Regions from separate parts of the Mus musculus genome. Here region 2 is linked to region 1. Evidence: chromatin contacts called from public promoter capture Hi-C data. All regions are on one chromosome and are shown on one strand. The core of a region is the stretch at or near the end of the contact, and the rest is flanking DNA. Distances in the headings are between cores, read along the strand shown.

Region 1 (6,431 bases), core at 2,631-5,130:
GGATGGTACCCAGCATAGGCATTGCTGAATTCTTAAAGTATTTTAATCATCTACCTTTTTCCCCCACCAAATGTATCTGAGGCCACTTAATTTTGTATGAGAGGCCACTGAAACCAGGAAGGAGACAGGGTTCTACCCAGTGTCCGCCCCGTGCATTACATCCAGTCTTATGGTGGGAGAAGATGAGAAAGTCTGAGGCCCTGAGTTCAAGGTTGAATCTCTGTACTTGAAGACATTAAGATCTCCTTGGAAGTGCATGACTGAGGGGTGGGTGAAGGGGGATGGGATGAAAACACATTGTTATTATTATTATGAAGAGATGGTTCAATACACAGCTACAGAAATGAGCCCCAGTAGATTTCTCCAAGCACACAGTCCAAGCTTTGCCCTCTAAAACAGAAACTGTCCTGAGGGAGGGATAGACAATTTCTCCCTGTGAAACTGTCTCTTGGAATAAGCTAACCTATTGGGCAACACATGATCAGCTAACTTTCACTTCAGGAAATGAACACTGACTGTGGTATGCATTTATTAACAGCTTCTTCTGTATCTCATTTAAGAGTTTGCGTACTTTTTTTTTTTTTTTTTTTTTTTTTTGGTTTTTCGAGACAGGGTTTCTCTGTATAGCCCTGGCTGTCCTGGAACTCACTTTGTAGACCAGGCTGGCCTCAAACTCAGAAATTCGCCTGCTTCTGTCTCCTGAGCGCTGGGATTAAAGGTGCGCACAGAGAAATGTCTACTCTAGTTATTTTAACTTTCGAGAAAAAAATAAAGCAGGATTTCCATTTTTCTAAGTGACTTCTATTATGCTCCTTATCTAATGAGACATGGTCGCTCAGGCTGAGGCTGGAAGTTGCTCAGACCTGCACTGATAGCTAACACCTTACTCTACAGTACCCTGGGAAGGCTCTAAGACACCTGGGGTGGCATTTCCTGGCCAACATACATTTGAGGTATTTGCATTTAAGAGCAAAAGTACATGTGTTAAAATACAGAACTAGGTTTTACAATGACCAAGGATTTGGAAATCTCCATGGAGTTCGTAACAGCTATGTAAATGTGGAAGGTGCTTCAGTGTGGTAAGTGGATATCATTACCAACTGTGCTGACCAACAAAATTCTAGGTAGAATTCCAAAGACAACAATAAAAGTCATCAAGCAAAAGTATTAAGGAATATGAGCCTGCCTCAGCTTCAAGACAGGATCACCATTAAGACACTCTTACCTTATATTCTTAAAGACTTCTCCATGATAAAGAGCTATGTTTTCAAAAGTTGGTCAGACATCTGAACCTGCAGGTTTGATGGGTGACTAATTGGCCTGCAGCATTAATTATTCAAGCTCCCCTCAGTGCTGGATAACTTTTATCTATGCAACACTAGGTGGCAGTAAAAGATTAGCCAGGAATCACAGAAATAGTGGATCAAAATCAACTTTATCTTCTAAACAGAGAAGCAAGAAGTTCCCAATCAAATATTAAAATTGGCTTAGTGCACAGGTGAGCTGTGGAAGTAACCAGCATGTAGAATACACAGTACAATACACAGTTACTGCTGCCTTCTACTCAGAACCAAGGACAATGACAGGAGCCTTACCTTACGTACTGGAATGCCCGTGTCTGAGACCCAGAGCCATAGACCTAGAAGGAAACCAAGAGTTAGACTTGAGAAAAAACACCCTGGCACTATTAGTAGGGCTCCTTGGAATCCCGTGGGTCTGACTTCAGAACCCGTCCTTGAAGAAGCACTGACATGGGCTTACAACAATTTAAGGTTTACAAACCCTCTAACTTTCATACCTCGTCAAAGGAGCTTCTCATTGCATCAGACAGAATCTATCCCAGAAAACCACAAGTGGCCAAAATACAGAGAACTGATCATGGAGTGCTCACCCTCACCATACATCTACAGCACAATTTCTCTACCCAAGGCTCAGGGAACATTATGGACAAGAGGATGGCAGACTTCTGAGAGCCAGAGGAAATCTGCTGTGAGATGAGACTGTGTCTCAAAGAAATGACAAGAAGATACACCCATAGTACTGCAACAGTGTGGCTGCTGAACAAGATCCAGTGACAACATGTTAATAAGGCTTGAAACCTAGAAAAAGAACGACAGGTAACTAACAACTACTCAGAGAGGGACAATTAGTCTTCCCAGGGATGGGCCCCTTAATTAGTTACACAATACCAAGTGATCAGTCAGCTCTGAAATCATATACACATAAGCAACACGGAATGGACTCAGAAAGTGTATTTATGTATTTAAATGTTTGTATGTTTAACAACAATAATAATAATTAATAATAATAACAACAATAAACATAATCAAAGGAAAAGAGGCTATAAATTTAAAAGGGAGTAAAGGGGAATGGGAAATACTGGAGGAAGATGATACAGGAAGGATTGAGGGAAGGGAAAGGAAGGAAATGATATAATTGTATTTTAATTAAATTATTAAGGAAAATGAGAACATTTTGAGCACATCTTATATTCTGTACTTCAGCACTGATACTTACTATGAGTGTGTACACATATATCAAGTTTTTCTTCAAAAGACTGTGTCCAAGAACCGGCTTCTATCCATGTCTTACTGTTTGTCAGGCATGTAAAACCCTGGGAACTGCAATCCTGGACTCTATTTGTGCAACAGACAGACCTTACACACAAATAATGTGACGAATATTCAGTGGAAGCTCTCCAACATGGATGACTATTATAAGTGGTAGAATTCTGCCTAGATAGGCTGGTAAACTGTGGGCCAGACTTGTTCATATTTGTACAGCTGGCTCTGAGGGACTTCCAACATATAGCTAAGATCAAGCTAAGATCCTCTAGATGACTGATAGGATGACAGATTTAGAACAGCCTTGGTCCCTCTAAACCAAGAACTCAGTCAGAGGACCTGAACACTCATAAAAATTCCACCATGGCAGGAATCAGCAGTTAAATCAATTTATAATGGGAAGCAGGTGGTCCTGGTGAGTAGGATAAACTATTTCTTGTGAGACCACCAACCCTTCCTATCTGACTAGGTCTGTCTGCATAACGGTTCAGTCTAGGGCTATACAGTTGTATTTCTACTGCCCTAAAAATACCAATTCCTGAGTACCAGCCACAGCTGGATTTAGTTGATGTGGGGGTGGGGGGGACAAAGCTTACTACTTTCAAGCTCCTGGAATGATTCTGAGGTGTAGCCAAGGCTCAGATCTATGTAGTACACACTCAGAGAGACTCCCAAGTCCCCAGGATTACTATCACAGATATTTCACTTCTGATCTGCAAGATCTTGGTTCAAGACTGAGAATTCACCCAGACTGTCATGCTGTCGAGACGCAATTTAAAATCCTGCTTGCTCTGTTCAACACTGACCATGCATGCCTAGCTCAGAGATGTATGTTTTTAGGTTCTACCTGAGGATGGAAGGCTCACGAGAAAAGGCAAAACAGTACTACATATCGAGATGTCTGCTGACAGGATCCAGAAACTGCCGGAGCAAATCTCAGCAAAGGAGCAATGAGGACAGAGCCTTGAAAGGCACTTACTGCCTTGATGATGAGAGTGAATGTGCCCTCTTGGCTCACAGACCTGCCTGCCTGCCTACGGGGCAGAAGCTACTCCTTGTCCACAGGCCAGGCAGAGTAGGTGCTCAGCTATACTCTTGAGTCTGCACAGCATTACACTCTGGTGTCTACATGGTCCCTCTAGCTGCACTTTACAAGATGAGAGAGATTTAAGGAGATTCTGGAGACTCAAAATTGCTCTCAGGGGATTAAGTGCTGCATATGTTCAGGTCACAGCAATATGGTGACCTAGGAGTCACCAAGATGTCCAGGGAGGAGGGGGCAGCAGGAAATCCAATGGGAGCTGTCTGAATGCACGGCACTGCCCTCTACAGTGTGCATTAAGTACTTAAGCTATAACAGCCTCTGCTAAACCAAGTCAGTCTCTTGTCCTAGTTGGATATTTCTCACAGAAGTCAACAAAAAGCCCTGTTTAGTGAATCCGACCCTCATACCTGCCTCTGTTTCTCATCTCTTTCCAAGCCTTCAAAGCTGTGGGGCCATTTGGCCTCCTTCAGCAAGAATCCTGTTAGGTCAGTCCCATCAGGGCCCTCTTTCCCAAATGTTTCTTCCTCTTTGTTTTTTCTATCCTCTGCCTCCCACTCTGCTCCTTAGCTTTGAGTTTCCACTTGCCCTCTATGCTCAAAGTTGTGCTCGGTCTCCAGCACACTTCTCCCCACACCACCCTGCTGACTTCTAGACAGAACCACCTGACAAGGGAAAGATGATATTTTAACCCAAGAGAAAAAGCACAAGCAATTCATCAGGTCCTTGATGGGCAATACGATTCTTTGGAACAAACAAATGTATAAAACCCTAAAACACTCTAAATGCCTCCATGGGCCTTCTGCCTGGGTGGCTAGGAAAGAGGGATGTCTGACAGGCTATGGATTAAAGGCTTTTGGATGGCGCCAGTGATCTCTCCTTACATCTCTGGGAGAGTCATGCCGGGCCTGAAGACAACACATGAGACATGACCTGTGCCAACAATTTGTGCATTCTTAAGGCTGCCAGCGGACTTGCTTTCCTTCTTAATATGGAGTCCTTGAAACAGCCAAGGCGGCAATAAATTGAAAAGCTTTTTCTTCAAAAGCTGTTAACAGTTTTCTCTGCAAACAAGGTAGCTTTGACCCTGGGTAAGTCACTGTACATGGTGGCTGAGAAGCCATCAGGAATCTCTCCCTCCCCAGTAGAGATCATCTGAACCCCAAATATAGTTAGCCCTCAGTTTCCTTGGGGATTGGTTCCAAAGCACTCCACAGATACCAAACTCTAGGATGGCAACGTCCCTTTTGTAAAATGGTTTAGAATTTGCATATAAATCATGAACATTCTCCATATAGGAAACCAACATCTGTCCATGTTATCACAGGAACCATATTTCCAACACTTTAACTTTGAGCTGGCTAAAAGTATCTAGGAAATCTGTGGGTAGAAGCCAGATGAAGCAAGAGAGGATATGAAAGACAGGTTTACCCAGCAGTTACAACTAAGACCCCTGGCCTCTGTGGCTAACCCGTAAGTCACTTTTCACTTACTGCAACAAAAAAGCAGCCACCACATTACCTGACCATTAATTCAACCAATATTTAGCTTATATTGCCTATGTGCTGGGGCCAGATTAACAGCTATGAATCAAAGGAACAAAGGTCCTTGTTTCCAGAGTTAATGTTGTGCTGGGGTCCTGGAAATTTAGCATTGCACTGGTTCCAAGTGAAATGAAAAGAAAACTATTTGTGGAGTGCAATGGTGCCTTCATAGAGAGTGGTCCAGTTAGTACTGTCTACAGAGAATGGGGAAAATGCCCAGGAAACACTCCCAGAACATGCAAGACAGGAGCTGAAGGAGTCAGGAGTGGGTTGGATAGGGACCTAGGGAAAGGTCTGTGGCATATGCTGTCCCTGAGATGAGGATCTTTGGGTTTCTCCTCTTCAGAAGGTTGGCTCTAGGATAAGCTGAAAGAACATAGCTAAAGAACAAGAATGGGACTACAAAGATAGGACACTATGGTGGCAGGGTGGATCCAGAGCCAGGCCACCAGGAAGAGCTGGTGGAGTCCATAAATGATATGGAAAGACAAGCCAGGTATGACCATAGAGCCTCCATCAAGGGGCAGCAAGGTAGCACTTAGGAGAGGAAAGCAAGCTTGGGATCCACGGGGAATGTGCAAGCAGGCCAGCTGGCACAGGCAGTCCCTGTCCAAGGTGAATGAGACAGGACCCAAGGTTCACTGTAAGGCTATTCCCGCACTGTGTTCCACCCACATGCTTCTCTTCCTTTCATGAAGGTAGCAGAGATACACATGGAAATATGTCACCTGGGAAACATCAAGGCCCTGAAGCAAGTCACCTTTTGTTTACTGGTGTGAAGAAAGGTTACAGGCTGCCTCTGGGCAGTACTCACTGTGAGTGGCTCCCCTTGTAGTGCTTGTAAGATGAAGTTGCTGACCACCCGCCCATCATTCATGTGCATTCTCGGCCCAAAGGTGTTGAAGATCCTTGCCACCCGTACTTCCACACCTTCCTAGAACAGAGAGAAAGCATATGAGGTGCGCTTCTCTGCAGTGTGCAGCGCTCTTCTGCATTTCCAGGCTCCTGCAAGGATGGAGACCAGGATTCTTTCCTCTTTCCAAAGACAAGACTTCTGTTCTGATTCTGTGATGTGCTCATCATAAAGCAACTTGGTGATGCAGAGCTACATCACAGCCAAAGCTGCCTCAGATTCCACTCTGGAAAGGCCAGGAGTATGGGCACTCTGGTGGGGGAAGCTGTAAGACAGTTGTGTGAGGGTAAACTGCTTATATAAATTGTTTCAGGTGCCTATTTTCCCATGTGTGGCCATGCTCTAAGAGTTATTAGAGAATCTTCTAT
Region 2 (6,431 bases), core at 1,573-4,072, 260 kb after region 1:
ACCTACTGAGGGTCCTGCAAAACCATCTTCCTGTGGAGTCCCCGAGAGTAGGGGCTGCTGGGCTATGTGGAGATGCTGATCCATAGCCAGAGCCTGGTGAGAGGGAAAAGACACTCGAGGCTCAGCCTTGCAAGGTTCCCAGGAGCACTGCTCATCAACTTGGTTCCTCAGGGTGAGTAAAGTAAGGCAGCCACCCAAGGAGCTAGTTTCACAGTGTAAGATGCAGCCCCTGTGATCAAGGAGAAATGTAATCCAGAGCAGGTACACCTGGGAGCATTATGTTTCTGCTCCTTGTCACAATCTGAGACTGTATAGCTCACCATTAAGTTCTGAAGTTAAAATTATTTCGGATTACATTTGGAAGAAATGTCAATGAAGAAAGCCTGTCCAAAATTGGATGCCACTGGGGACACTTGTGAAGAAACCCAGCTTGGATCAGACTCTGAGACTGTGTTGGAACACAGCTCTAGCTAGGAGACTGATCTGGCTCCCCACTTTAAGTACTTGGAGTCTCCTTAGTCCCCTCACTCACATACAAGAAGACTGATTTACAAGAGAATTGGCCAGAGACCACTGATAGGCACAAAAGCCATAGGCCTATTGGACCTGGGAGATCCAGGGCACTTGGTGTTTGCTGAGTATAAAAGCAGATGCTGCCGTTTGAAGGTTGGTGAGATAAATAGAAACATTACCAGCACTAGGAATGTGTGGATCCTCACTATGTTCAAAATCACAATAACCCCTATCACTATCCCACCTACCTAGGAGGTGAGGCAGATGATTCACAAGTTCAAGGGCAGCCCTGGCAATATAAGAGGTCCTGTCTCAAAATTAAAACAGAATGGTAGCTGAGTAGTAGACCATTAGCTTGCACCAAGCTAATGTTCAGTCAACAGTTAAGAGGTGGGTCAGGGAAGAGAATCCCAGATAAAGATGAAGTTGATCAGTGACAGAGGCAGGGGTCTAAGTGGATATACAGCTGCAACCCACTTTGCTGCCTATTTCAACATGGCTTTTCTTTTTTTTTTATGGATATTTTATTTCCTTTATTTGAGAAACTTAAGTCTTGGGTACATCAAAACCAATTTCTGGGATGAGGGAAAAAAACCAGAACCCACAATAGGAAAAAAAAAAGTTATCATCTGGGTCACAACAGAACCCAGAGAATATATTCTTATAATTGAAAAATTATAGGTGCTTCATAATTGACCTTCTGATACAAAATGACCTATTGAATTTGCAACTTGGTTCTTGGTGTGGCGGTCCACAGACAAACTAGGACGTCTTCAGACCTTAGCTGGATGCCATGAGGGGTTTTTGGCTTTTGACTTTTCTTCTTGTCTAAGAGGTAGTAGCAGCAGCAACAGTGCCCACCTCTGGGCAGCTTCTTTCTTGGCATGGTGAGCCTGCAGGACTGCCACAGCTTCATCTACTTTGGAGCGGAGGGACTCGGGGGACTCCAGCACAACATGGTTTTTCTTAAATGACTCCCAGTGTTTAGTGTCTATTAAGTCCACACTGTACACTGGCATTTTTATCTTTCTAACAAGTTTTTGTAGATTTTTTTGTCATCTGCATTTACTATCTTGAGTTTATTGCCATGTGCAAAAGTTGCCCCATTCTACTGTTTCAGCTACTGAGGACACCCCAGCCAAAAGCACTCCTACAGAACTTGCTTAATTCCAATCACTCAGTCCTATGAATGAGCAGTATATGCAGACGCACTCCAGCCAGGAAGCATCTTTTAACATGTGCAGAGGATGTGTGCCCCTGGAGTCCCTGTCCATGTCAAATGAGATTGTGATGGATGTGATGTGGCTGCATGTTTCTGGCATCTCTGGTGAAGGAAGTGTCTAAAAAACTAGACTGCCATGGATAGGTGTGATATGGTATTTTAATCAGCTCACGCACTCAAGCCATCAAGTAATTACCTTAATTCTCCAGTTTACCAAGCTACCCAACAGTGTTCCACCCATGTGCCTCACAGAAGCATCTTTCCCCTTGCAGACACTTTCTTAGCTTTTAATTTTTCAGCTTCTCAATGACCTCAGGAAGTTAATGGTTCTACCTTTTAAAAGTAGAAAACATTACTGTGAGGTTCAGAAACTATCCTTGATGTGATGAGAAGCTGTGTTAGAATGTTGGCTCTATTATGCAGAACCTGCTTTGAAAATGAGTTAATTGCGACACCACGTGAAGTTGGAGGATTGAGAGCTATAATCCAGCAAAGCCTCTCTCACACATGCAGTCCTCCACTGCTGTTGCCACCTCCAGCACAATAGAGTGGACATTCAATATGACTACTTCCAGGGCGATGGAGTGGACACACTCACTGTATAACCACCTCCAGGATATGAAATAAGAATGCAATATAACCCTGTAATAAAGTGCCTGTCTGTCACCATGGGATACCACAAATATAATCTAAGACGATGTTTTATTTCACATGCAAAGGAGGGAGAACATGTTTCAGATAAGGGATAGGTGACAGTTCCTGAGAAGTCAAATGACCCCTCCCACCACTGTTGTTGGTGTCAACAAGGTAGCTTGTGTATTGAAAAATCAATCTAGTACAATTACTGTTACCTTTTTAGAGTCTTACATTAGTTTTACATACGTTAGTATTTACTATTAAAGAATTTGATCTTTCTTAAAGCAACTCCTGGTTATTGCCTTCAAACCCCTCAGAACCTTTTCAAATTATCAGTTTAAACATGCCTTTACCTTATGAAGCAGAGATCGCAGCTTGTGTGGCCTCAAGTCCCCAGTGTTTTTTATATAGGTCCACACTTGAAATGATGAGCTCTTTATGATCAAAAGCCAGCTAGTTGGAGTTCAAGTTATTTATGGTAGCATTACCCAGACCTCTCACAGACACATTACTAGACTGACACCTCTCTCTCCCTCCCTTTTCCCTCCCTCCTTCCTTTCCTCTTTCCTTCCTCTCCTTCCTCTCTCCCCACCATTTCTCTCCTGCCCCAACCTGAAATGGAATGTCCCCCAAAGATCCATAATGTCTAGATAGAAACAAGTTCTCTGTGGATGGGGGCAGGGTAAAATGGAAATTTTTGTTTCAGTTCTAGAAAGAAATGGGAGGTCAATAAATGGGATCAAAGTGTAGCACATGAGTATGAAAATCCCATAATGAAACCCAGGACTTTGTAGCTAACCTAAAAGAAATGTAATTAAAAATAAACAGGAGTATAGCTTGAGTGGTTAGGGTTTCACACAGACCTGCAAACACTCCTGTGGTTCAAGAGGCATGCCTGCCCAGGGCACTGCCCAAGATGCTGAGCCTAGCAGCCAAGAACAACAGGAGCCACTACCCAGAATAAAGCAAAGTGGTTTCCAGGAAGAGAGAACTGCTTATAGGAAGGGACGAAAGTTAAAGCTTTAAACCTCTCTGCAGGGTGTTTGAAGTTGGGTCAGAGGGAAGAGAACTTAAGAAAGACTTCATCTGGAAAAAGCTATGGCGAGAAGCTCATGAAAAAGCTCAGGGAGGAAGCTCCAGAACTCTTAAAATAGAATCCAGGTCATGAAAATTAAAGCTGCAGGCAGATGGGACTTAATGAAGTATCCAGAGTAAAAGTGATTAACTTGCATACACATAAAAACCGACGTTCACTTCTCTATACAACCTTAGTACACATTCTGCTATCATCATCATTATTGCACTCTGTCACATTCTCTGAACTTGGGGTCCTTGCCTAACTCCTAGGGTTCCATGCATGCTGGATCTTCTTTCTTGTAACTTGAGGGGACAAGATGCCCTAATATTTTCCCAACCCTATCAGTTGGACATTCTCTTCCTCCCAATAATACCTGTTTTCTGGCTACACTGTTGTTTCTAATACTTATTTCTACCAGTTTCCTTCATCTCCACGAAAACAGTATCAACATGGTCACAATTTGGTTTAAGAGATATGGGAAATTTTGGAAAATGGATTGCTTGGTGTCACACAACTGTAATCTGGTTGAAAGAAAGAGGATCAAAAGTTAGAGGCTAGCCTGAGCAATTTAGGGCACTTTATTTCAAAATAAAAATAAATAAATAAAATAAAATAAAATAAAGGGTTTGAAGTGTTGCTCAGTGGTAGAGGACTTGCCTAGCCTGTAAACTTTAAAACTGACTGCAGTGCATATGTTGTAAATAATTAAACATATTCATTCTAAAAGTTTCAACATGAAGAAAAGGGAATAAAAGGGAAATTAAATATACTTAATCCTAATATAAGAAAAGATCAACATAACTAGTACTTTTTGTATTGTCATTTCTATATACTTTTTATATAAAATTTTAAACTACATTAAAAAGTAGGTTTTTTTAAACTGTAGAAAAATGGCTGGATGGGAGTGTGTCTTTTATTTTAGGATTTGTTTGTAATAATCTCTTTGATAGCCTCTAGAACTGCTTTTAATTTATTTGTTCACTTTATCTCCTGATCACAAGACCCCTCCTTGCTCTCCTCCCAGTCCCCCTATTATCCTCTTTCCTTCTCCTCAAAGAAGGGGATGCCCTGCTTAGATACCATTGAGGACTAAACTCATCCCCTCCTACTGAGGCATAACCATGCAGTCCAACTAGAGGACAGGAATTCAGAGGCAGGCAACAGTCAGAGATAACACCCCCACACACACACACACACACACTCCAGTTGTTAAGGGACTCACATGAAGACCAATGTGCACATCTAACACAAATCTGTAAAGCCTAGATCCAGCCTATGCATGCTGTCTGGTTGGTAGTTCAGTTTCCATGAGCCCCATGGGCCCAAGTTAGTTGACTCTCTAGGTCTTGTGGTGCCCTTGACATCTCCAGTTCATTCAATCTTATTCCACACTCTTCTCTACAACTTCCTAAGCACCACCTGATGTTTTGCTGTAGGTCTCTGCCTCTACAGGTATGCTAGGTGCCTGTCTGCAAGCATAACAGTATCATTAATAGTGTCAGGTTTGGTTTTTCCCATGGGATGGGTCTCTTGTTGGGCTAGTCATTGGTTGGCTATTCCTTCCATCTGTGCTCCATCTTTACCCCTGCACATCGTATAGGCATGAGATATTTTGAGTTGAAGGTTTTGTGGGTGGTTTGGTGTCCCCCTCCCTCCACTGGAAGTTTTGCCAGGATAAAGGAGATGGCCACTTGAGTCTCCAAATCCCCAGCTCCGAAGCCTCCCCAGTTTCAGGTCTCCAGCTAGTACTGGAGATGCCCCCCACTGAAATATGTTCTCTCTCCCACCCCTCCTCTCAGCACCTGATCCCTATCCCTGTTCCCCTCCTCATCCACTCTCCCACCCAGTTTCCTCCCTCCATCCACCAATGAAGATGAAGGCACAACATGCACTATGGGAACTTTGAGAAGTAAATCATAACTGTTTCCTGGATCTCAAATGAGTTAGATCAGAGTTTCTTAAACACGAGACCATTGAGACCATTGGAAACTATGTCAGAAATCTGTAGAAGCTTTAAAATCCCTGGTAAGTCTTGCTTAGAGGCTTGGAAAGGAGCCTGGAGGCTTGAATTTTCCAACCAAGAATTATCCACTGACCTCCAGGCAGGTGCAGTTGCTATTTTTGCTCTTGAACCTTGGAGTGCCAGGGGTTCACAGCAATCTAAGGGAGATGACAGGGACACACTGTTTTGAGTGCCAACCCATGGAGGATTAGGACTTTGTAGGGCACACTGATGAAGTAAGATCCCTGAGTTGGCTTCGGGCTCAATAGGAAAGAACTTTCAAACAAGCACTCCTCAGAACAGCTGTTCATGGGAAGCCCTACAAAATGGAAAGTGGGCCAGATCTAGAGTGAGAAGATACTGAAGGCTGACAGACCTAGACAGGGCCAATAGGCATTGTCACTTAATCTCTCCCTCAGCACAAACCTGATTTTTATTTGCTTTTCTGGCCTAACCTACCTCTGTCACCTCTGGTGCTCATAGGAATCCATCCTCCCCTCCAACAGAGGACAATGAACAATTTGTAGAGGTATGCTTACTTGTCACATCAGTGGACAGGGGTGGTATTAGCATTGAGTGGCTGGAATCCAGAGTGTGGCTCAAACTCCCACAACAAACAGGGAAGCACTGAGAATGATTATCCGGCCCTAAATGTCAACGGGGCTAAATCCAAAAGCTCCACACAGGCCATGGATCAGAATTGTGATATGGGAAGTTTGTAGTGGGCATCCTGAAAAAGCCATCTACTGTCTGGGTAAGCTTGGTATCCTCTCTCCCCTGCCCCTCAGTGTCCTCATGTATGAAATAGAGATGGGTTGGCATTCACAGAGCAGTTAGCACATCAACAGTTGTGAGCTAGCTATTTCTTCCAAGTATCCAGCATCCCTGATATTAATGAGTGTCCATTCTCCAAGAAACACAGAGACTGTAATTCAATTGAAAGCATTTTATTTGTAAAGTGTAATTAACACAGTAAAGAA

The links. Promoter capture Hi-C pulls out the DNA fragments that hold promoters and counts their contacts.
Region 2: a contact with region 1 is called in a promoter capture Hi-C map of neural stem cells. The contact joins the promoter of Mettl21c here to the enhancer-like site in region 1. A contact is called at or near these places in 3 of 39 promoter capture datasets (the C10 cell line, the HPC-7 cell line and neural stem cells), 1 of 15 datasets of contacts at CTCF or cohesin (large pre-B cells), 1 of 484 Hi-C or Micro-C datasets (embryonic stem cells) and 3 of 9 other capture datasets (adipose tissue, liver and pancreatic islet).

Annotation. Positions count from the first base shown.
Region 1 is chr1:43,758,926-43,765,356 of GRCm38.p6, forward strand. Uxs1 (UDP-glucuronate decarboxylase 1) reads right to left here. Exons shown (of 15, transcript NM_026430.4): 10 at 5,965-6,084; 11 at 1,596-1,639. Among named protein-coding and RNA genes, the nearest start is that of Ecrg4, 32 kb to the left of the region's middle. Within about 2 kb of position 3,881, at least 11 of the 459 cell types and tissues checked have an H3K27ac peak or open chromatin away from gene starts, as enhancers often do. A contact at or near this core is called in neural stem cells, where this site is marked.
Region 2 is chr1:44,017,184-44,023,614 of GRCm38.p6, forward strand. It overlaps Mettl21c (methyltransferase like 21C), which reads right to left and starts at 2,823. Exons shown (of 5, transcript NM_001013799.1): 1 at 2,725-2,823; 2 at 3-93. The coding sequence starts at 84.